Regions from separate parts of the Hordeum vulgare genome. Here region 2 is linked to region 1. Evidence: chromatin contacts called from public Hi-C data. All regions are on one chromosome and are shown on one strand. Each heading gives the region's core, a stretch centred on a gene start, on an enhancer-like site or on the middle of the called end of the contact. The rest is flanking DNA. Distances are from core to core; before and after follow the strand shown. Region 1 holds the start of LOC123452413 (reticulon-like protein B18). Region 2 holds the start of LOC123452911 (extra-large guanine nucleotide-binding protein 1-like).

Region 1 (3,346 bases), core at 550-3,049:
TTACTATCCATAGCAGTTTTTCCCTTCGCTCCGAACGCGTCAAGGGCACTGAAAAAAATAATGTAACGAGGAATGACTCGCTAAATAAATGAATATACAATGTCTTATCAATAGCATGGTAATAATAATTTTTAAGGGTGATACTATTTTGTTATAGTGGGCTACTTTTTTCCTTGTTCGATGTGAAAATTCCTACGAGGAATCTTTCGGGAAATCCCTATTTGACGCTCTTTGCGTCGCCGTGTCGAGGCTTCGCACACGGCACCGTTTGGGAATGGGCCGACCCATTTGCATGCGAGCACCTCCGGTTTAGGAACCTTCTAGAGGTTTCCAGCCGATTTTTCTGGTTTTGGGAACTTTCTAGAAGATTCCCTGAACCGGTTTTTTTTCTTTATTCTTTTTTTTGTTTCTGTTTTAAAAATGTTCCGAAATTTGAAAAATTGTTTCGGCATTTGAAAAAATGTTTCAGAATTTGAAAAATGTTCAGGAATTTTAAAAAACGTTATAGAATTCGAAAAATTGTTCTGGATTTGAAAAAATTCTTCGGAATTTAATAAAAATGTTCCGGAATTTAAAAAAATTTCCGATATTTTTCTTAGAATGTTTCGAATTTTTCAAAAGAAATGCTCTGAAATTTGGAAAAAGGTTGGAAAACTATGTTCCGGAATATGAAAAAAAGGTTCTGATATTTTTATTAAAATGTTTCGAATATTTCAAAAGAAATGTTCCGAAATTTGAAAAAAGATTCGAATATTTGAAAATTTTGCCGGTATTTGAAAAATGTTCCATAATTTAAAAAATGTTCAGGAATTTAGAAAAATGTTACAGAATCCGAAAAAATATTCTGGATATGTAAAAATGCTCCAAAATTTAAAAAGATGTTCTGAAATTTGAAAAATGTCCTGGTTATTTAAAAAATGTTATGATATTTTTACTGAAATGTTTTAGATTTTTCAACTGCTGGTGGCTAACTTTTTTTGTGGTCTCCAGATTCGTTACTGGTCGCTAACTTGGGCGGCCCAATTGGGCGACCCATGTGTGTCCGCTCGGCAGTTGCCGCAACTAGCGGCGGATAAGAGTGGGACTTCCTATTCGGCGCCTTCAGCGCCGTTAGGGAAAGCGGCGCCTCCAGCGCTCCTCCTCCTGGGTCGGCCCATGTAAAAATGCGTTGGTCATTAAAAGTATGAAAAAAGTTCACATAATTTCGAAAAGTTCAGATTTACAAAAAAAGTTCAATTATTATTAAAAAAGTTCACCAATTTTTTGAAATATGTTCATGGATTTTCAAAATGTTTATAGAATTCGAAAAGAATCATCAATTTTTAAAAACAGTTCACTGATTTTGAAAAAAGTTCACCAGATTTTGAAAACAGTTCACTGATTTAAAAAAAATCATTAATTTTAATTTATCTTCATTGATTTTCAGAAATGTTCACGAATTTCCAAAAACAATTCATCGATTTTCAAAAAAGTTAACCGATTTCAATAAAAGTTCACGGGCTAAAGAACGTTCATGAAGGATCTTTTCATGGGCCAGCCCATTGCGGAGTGCTGCAGGCGTCGGTTTTCCCCATAGGAGGTCCCAATCTTTCGTTCGAAGTTCCGAACAGGCCCTAAACTCCCCAACGGGCCATTCGCGACTCACCCAGCCCACCCGCCACGTGACCAGGCCGCCTGTCGAACCCTGCAACGGCTATATCGCGCGTCTGCTCTCTGATACGTGGGCCCAGCGAATCTATGTAGTTTCGCTTTCATCCCTGACCGCCCTTGACCTTTAAACTCCGCCAGGACTCCCAAACCCGCACAGACCAAAGCAAACTGAAGCAGTCAAGCAAATCGACCAACACATGGCGGCCATGGCCATGAACCCCTCCTCGCTGTCGCCGGCCCCATCCTCGAAGCTTCGGACGCCTCCGTACCACCACTCCTCTCCCGCGGCGGAGGAGGAACCCATGGCGACGCCGCCGCCGAAGCCGACGGGCCAGAGGTCGCCCCTGCCGTCGCCGCTGCAGCTTTCCGGCGGGTACTCGCTCCACGAACTGCTCCTGCTGTCCCCGTCCCCGACCTCCCGCCGCACCCGCTCGGGCCAGCGGGGCGCGGCCGGGGCAGGCGTGGATTCGAGCCTGGAGATGGCGGGGACGCCTCCCAGGCGGCGGCGCGCCACGCCCGCGGCGGCCTCGCCGAGGAACGCGAGGCGGGCTAGGCGGAGGTTGGAGAAGGAGGTCGATCCGGAGGAGGAAGCCGTTAGGAAGGCGCGCAGGAGGAGGTCCTCCAGGGTGACGTCCAAGGTCGCGGCCGCGGTGGCTGTGGACAAGGCGGTGGTGGCGGCGGCCGCCGCCCCAGAGAAGGAGGATAACACGAGCTTGGCTTTGCTTCCGGCTCCTGCGGATGCCACTCATGGTGAGCATGGCTAGATTACTGGTTGAGGACAGCATTGCTAGATCCGAATGTTCACTTTGTGCTAACTGTTGTGGCTGTTGTTTCAGCCACAGAAACTGACGCTCTGGAGCAGTCCGGATGGGAAAGTCTCTGGGAAAGGATCGTCGAGCTAGTGATGTGGAAGGACGTGGCGAAATCAGCACTCTGGTTCGGGATGGGATCCATGTTCTTCCTCTCTTGCTCCTTTTCAAGAGAGATCGCTTTCAGGTATGCTGATCTGCTACTGTTTCGCCTCAAATTCATACATTGCTCTATGTTTCTTCCTGTGCTGATCTCGTATGAGTTTCGGGTGACCATCTGTACAGCCCATTTTCTGTATTTTGTCAGCTGGGCGTTATGGTTTTGGGTCTAGCCTTCTTTAAGGATTCTGTACCACAGAGGTATAATATGAAGTACGAACCAGTGATCATCAATTCGTTACTCTGCTTGAACCCAGCAAGTAATTCCAGTTCGCATTTGTATCAGGCAACCGGTGAGGGAAAGGAACTTCGAGTTGACTGAAAAAGATTTTCTTCGCGCTGCCGGAGCTGTGTTGCCGATTGCTAACTCCATCATATCCACGGCACAAGTGATCTTCTCGGGCAACCCATCGACGACTCTCAAAGTAAGCATTAAATTGTATTTGTGACTCGATCCTTCTGGCTGAATCATAATCTTTTCCCTGAGTAATTTATATCTTTGTGCCTCTTTTGATATCTGAATCTTAGGTGTTGCCCGTTCTTCTGTTCGGTGCAAAATATGGTAGCCTGATTACGGTATGGAGGTTTCTAGCCACAGGTACAATTGGGTGCATAAAGTAGTACTGCAACAATATTAGCATGGCTGCAGTGCTATGTCATGTTCTTATTCACTAAACTTTGCAGGTTTCTTCACCAGTTTTACACTCCCAAAGCTTTATATCAGCTAT
Region 2 (3,346 bases), core at 215-2,714, 170 kb after region 1:
GCTTAAGTTAATTTCAAAAAAAAACTCACGGCTTAATTTCAAAAAGTGGATTTTGATGATTTTTTGGGATATCAAACCTGGGTGCTTATCCTACTCCACCATTATTTTTCATGAGGAATGGATGTTCGTGGTATCTGTGGAGAAGAAAATACGGTCTAACATACGAATTTTAGTTTTTTTCTACACAAACGATTTTTTTTACTAAGAATACGACAAGCAACCATTCCTCATGGAACTAAAGACAGGAGTAGAATGGATACCCATGTTTGTTATCCCAAAACTTGAGTCTTTTTTAGAAAAAATATTGGTATTTTTATTTAATATTTATATAAGGATGTGTAGCACCCGAGAGCCACAAATCCTCCATTGTCAAACAATATGTTGTATTATACTCCCTCCATCCGAGTTTATTGGGCCTTTCAGCCAAAGCAGCGGAACCAAGACGAGTTTGATTTATTCTGCAGTAAGTGCAGTCGTTCCTCGAAACACAGTGAGCGGCTTCGCTTCTCATGCCCGCACTTCCTCCCACACGTGCATGCGCCAAGCAGTGCCCAATCAGAGCCCAAACACGCATGCATGCATGTCCAATTCAATTAGCGCAACATTAAAGCTCTTGCATTTTAGGTGTTATTCAGCTATTTTTTCAACAAGGGCCCTTATAAATCCACATGCCTAATAAACCCGGACGAAGGGAGTAGGATACAAGGAGTAGTACTTTCCAATGAATGCTACGACCCTCACATATATGTTTGTTTTTTCATAATTCTTGTTTTTTGTGAGTTTTATTGCATTGTCCAGCGACTGTTCGTCTACCTTGCTCACACAATCCTCATTGTCATCCTCACAATATACGCGTTTATAGAGGAAACGACTATGTCACATGACAATGATGATCCGAGTTTTACCCTTGCACACCTTTCCTTCCATTTTCTTCGCCCGCATTTCATTTATACTCTATCTATTCTGGTTGAAATCCACATCATGAGTGAGAGATTGCCAGAGTACATGTCCATTACGGGTCCTAGAATTGTCAGGGTCACTAAGTGGAGATTGATGCACACACTCTAAATCTGTCTAAATCCACACCATTATTGATTCATCCATGTATATGAATCAAGATTTGTCTTATCAGTTCAATGATTAGACCCTCTATGTATGTTAACTACTACTCCTATATCTATACTTAAATAATTGTAGTTGAAGAGAACTGGAGTTTTGTTTTTCCAACCACAGTTATTTAGGTATAGCAGGATTAACTTAAAGTTCATGAGAATTACTGTAACTAGGAAGTTTTTTAATAAAAAAAGAGAGTTGGTGCATGTTAAGATAAATTATAATCTGTCCAGAAACTAGTAAAATAAGAATGGAACTCAAAGCAGCTCACCAAGAAAGGAAAAGGAGCCCTCAAAAAAGAAAAGGAAAAGAAAAGAAGGAGCCCATCAGAGTCGAAGCAGGTAGGGGAGGACGATCTACTGGTCCACCATAGACGCGGCGCACGACGAAAGCAGCAGTCTTCCTTCTCCACGACGACCCCTCCTCCATCTCCGCTCCGCTCCCTCCCTCCCTCGCGCATGCTCCAAAAAGCTACTCTCTCCTCTCCACCTTTCCCCTCTCCCCACGTCTAGGGTTCCCCACCTCCCCGTCCCCCCATGCCGCTCCCCCCCGAACCCTAGCTAGCTAGCCCCAGCCTCGTGCTCCGCCCCGCCGCCGACAGGCATGGCCTCCGCCGTCGCCGGCGACGGCGAGTACTCCTTCGCGGCGGAGTACGACGGCCCGCCGCTCCCCTACTCCCTGCCGCGCGCCATCCCGCTCGACCTCTCCCACATCCCGCTCGCCGCCCTCTCCTCCTCCTCCTCGCCGCCGCCCACCGGCTCCTCGCCGCTCCCCGTCGTGCGGCCCCTCACCCCCTCCTCCCTCTGCTCCGCCATCCACGCGCAGCAGCAGGCGGCGGGGCCTCCTCGCTCCTCCGGCGGCCCCGCGGGGGGTGGCGCCCAGGCGGTCGCCGACTCCCCGACCTCCGTCATCGAGAACCACCACGCCGCCGCGCACCACTCCGCCGAGCTCCCCTCCTCCCCCTCTGACGCCGACGACGACGACAAGGAGGAGGAGGCGGGGATGCCGTCGGTCCCCCACCAGCCCACCGTCTCCTTTGCCGAGACCAGCTGCTCCCTCCTCGAATCGTCTGAGGAGGAGGAAGAGGACGATGACGACGAGGACGAAGCCGCCGACGAGGCCATGCCTGCCGCAGCTCGATCCAGCGGCTCCCTCTCGCCGGCGCATTTCGAGGCGGGGAACCACCCCACGGGAGCCAAGTCTCGGGGCTGCTACAGATGCGGGAAGGGAGGCGGCTTCTGGGGCCGTGGGGACATGGAGTCGTGCCTCGCCTGCGGCGCGCGGTACTGCTCGGCTTGCGTGCTCCGGGCGATGGGGTCTATGCCGGAGGGGCGCAAGTGCTTGTCCTGCATCGGGCGTCCTGTGGCCGAGTCGAGGAGGAACGCGCTGGGCAGAGGCTCACGCGTGCTGCGGCGGCTGATCAGTGCGGCGGAGGTGCAGCTCGTCATGAGAAGCGAGCGTGAATGCACAGCGAACCAGCTGCGACCGGAGGACATTTACGTTAATGGGGCTAAGTTGTCACCGGAGGAGCTAGCTTTGCTGCAGGGATGCTCGTGCCCTCCTTCTAGGCTCCGCCCTGGCTTCTATTGGTACGACAAGGTATCCGGCTTCTGGGGCAAGGTACGTGGGTCAAGGTTTTGGCACAAGAATTAATCTGATCGTTTGCTTTGTCTGTCAGTCTTCTTAGTGAGCCTATTTTGGGTGGCCTCTTTAACCGTATAGTATGATGTCACAATTGTATTTTAGCCAATCAGTAGTGATTTTTTCGTCTGCATTTCCACACATTTGTCGGACATGGACAAATGTTTTTCCAACAGCATGGTAACTACCAGTGCCCGCCACTCTCACTCACATCATCCACGCGTCATCCAAAAATAGAAACAGCTTTCGACCAAAAATATAGGCGGTTTCTACCCAAACACATTCACTTTCTATTCGACATCCATCTAGAGTTCAGGCCCGAGGTTTTCCCTCTTTTTTGAAAGAAATCCATCTAGAAGTATATTTCAACCATGAATCTGTCCAACCTCCACTCCCCAACTTTCAACCCTTGCTTCCAACTAATGAACAACGCCCTTCAACTAGATGAACTAGAGTTTTCAATCGATCAACTAGAAAGGCCCCCTCAAATCAGATAACTTAAATACTATGAAAGACAGCAACTTCTAAATTCATAATTAATTTCCATGAAAATAAATAAACCGAATTGAAGGTAAAGTCAGCCTCAAATCCC

The links. Hi-C and Micro-C count contacts between places; a contact is called where the count stands out from the background.
Region 2: a Hi-C map of seedling shows a contact between it and region 1, with 7 times the contacts expected there. The contact joins the promoter of LOC123452911 here to the promoter of LOC123452413 in region 1. A contact is called at or near these places in 3 of 6 Hi-C or Micro-C datasets (leaf and seedling) and 1 of 1 datasets of contacts at active chromatin or transcription factors (embryo).

The regions. Positions count from the first base shown.
Region 1 is chr5H:60,551,029-60,554,374 of MorexV3_pseudomolecules_assembly, forward strand. LOC123452413 (reticulon-like protein B18) reads left to right here and starts at 1,800. Exons shown (of 8, transcript XM_045129062.1): 1 at 1,800-2,400; 2 at 2,487-2,646; 3 at 2,745-2,819; 4 at 2,905-3,043; 5 at 3,147-3,216; 6 at 3,303-3,346. The coding sequence starts at 1,848.
Region 2 is chr5H:60,723,318-60,726,663 of MorexV3_pseudomolecules_assembly, forward strand. LOC123452911 (extra-large guanine nucleotide-binding protein 1-like) reads left to right here and starts at 1,465. Exons shown (of 8, transcript XM_045129649.1): 1 at 1,465-2,733. The coding sequence starts at 1,717.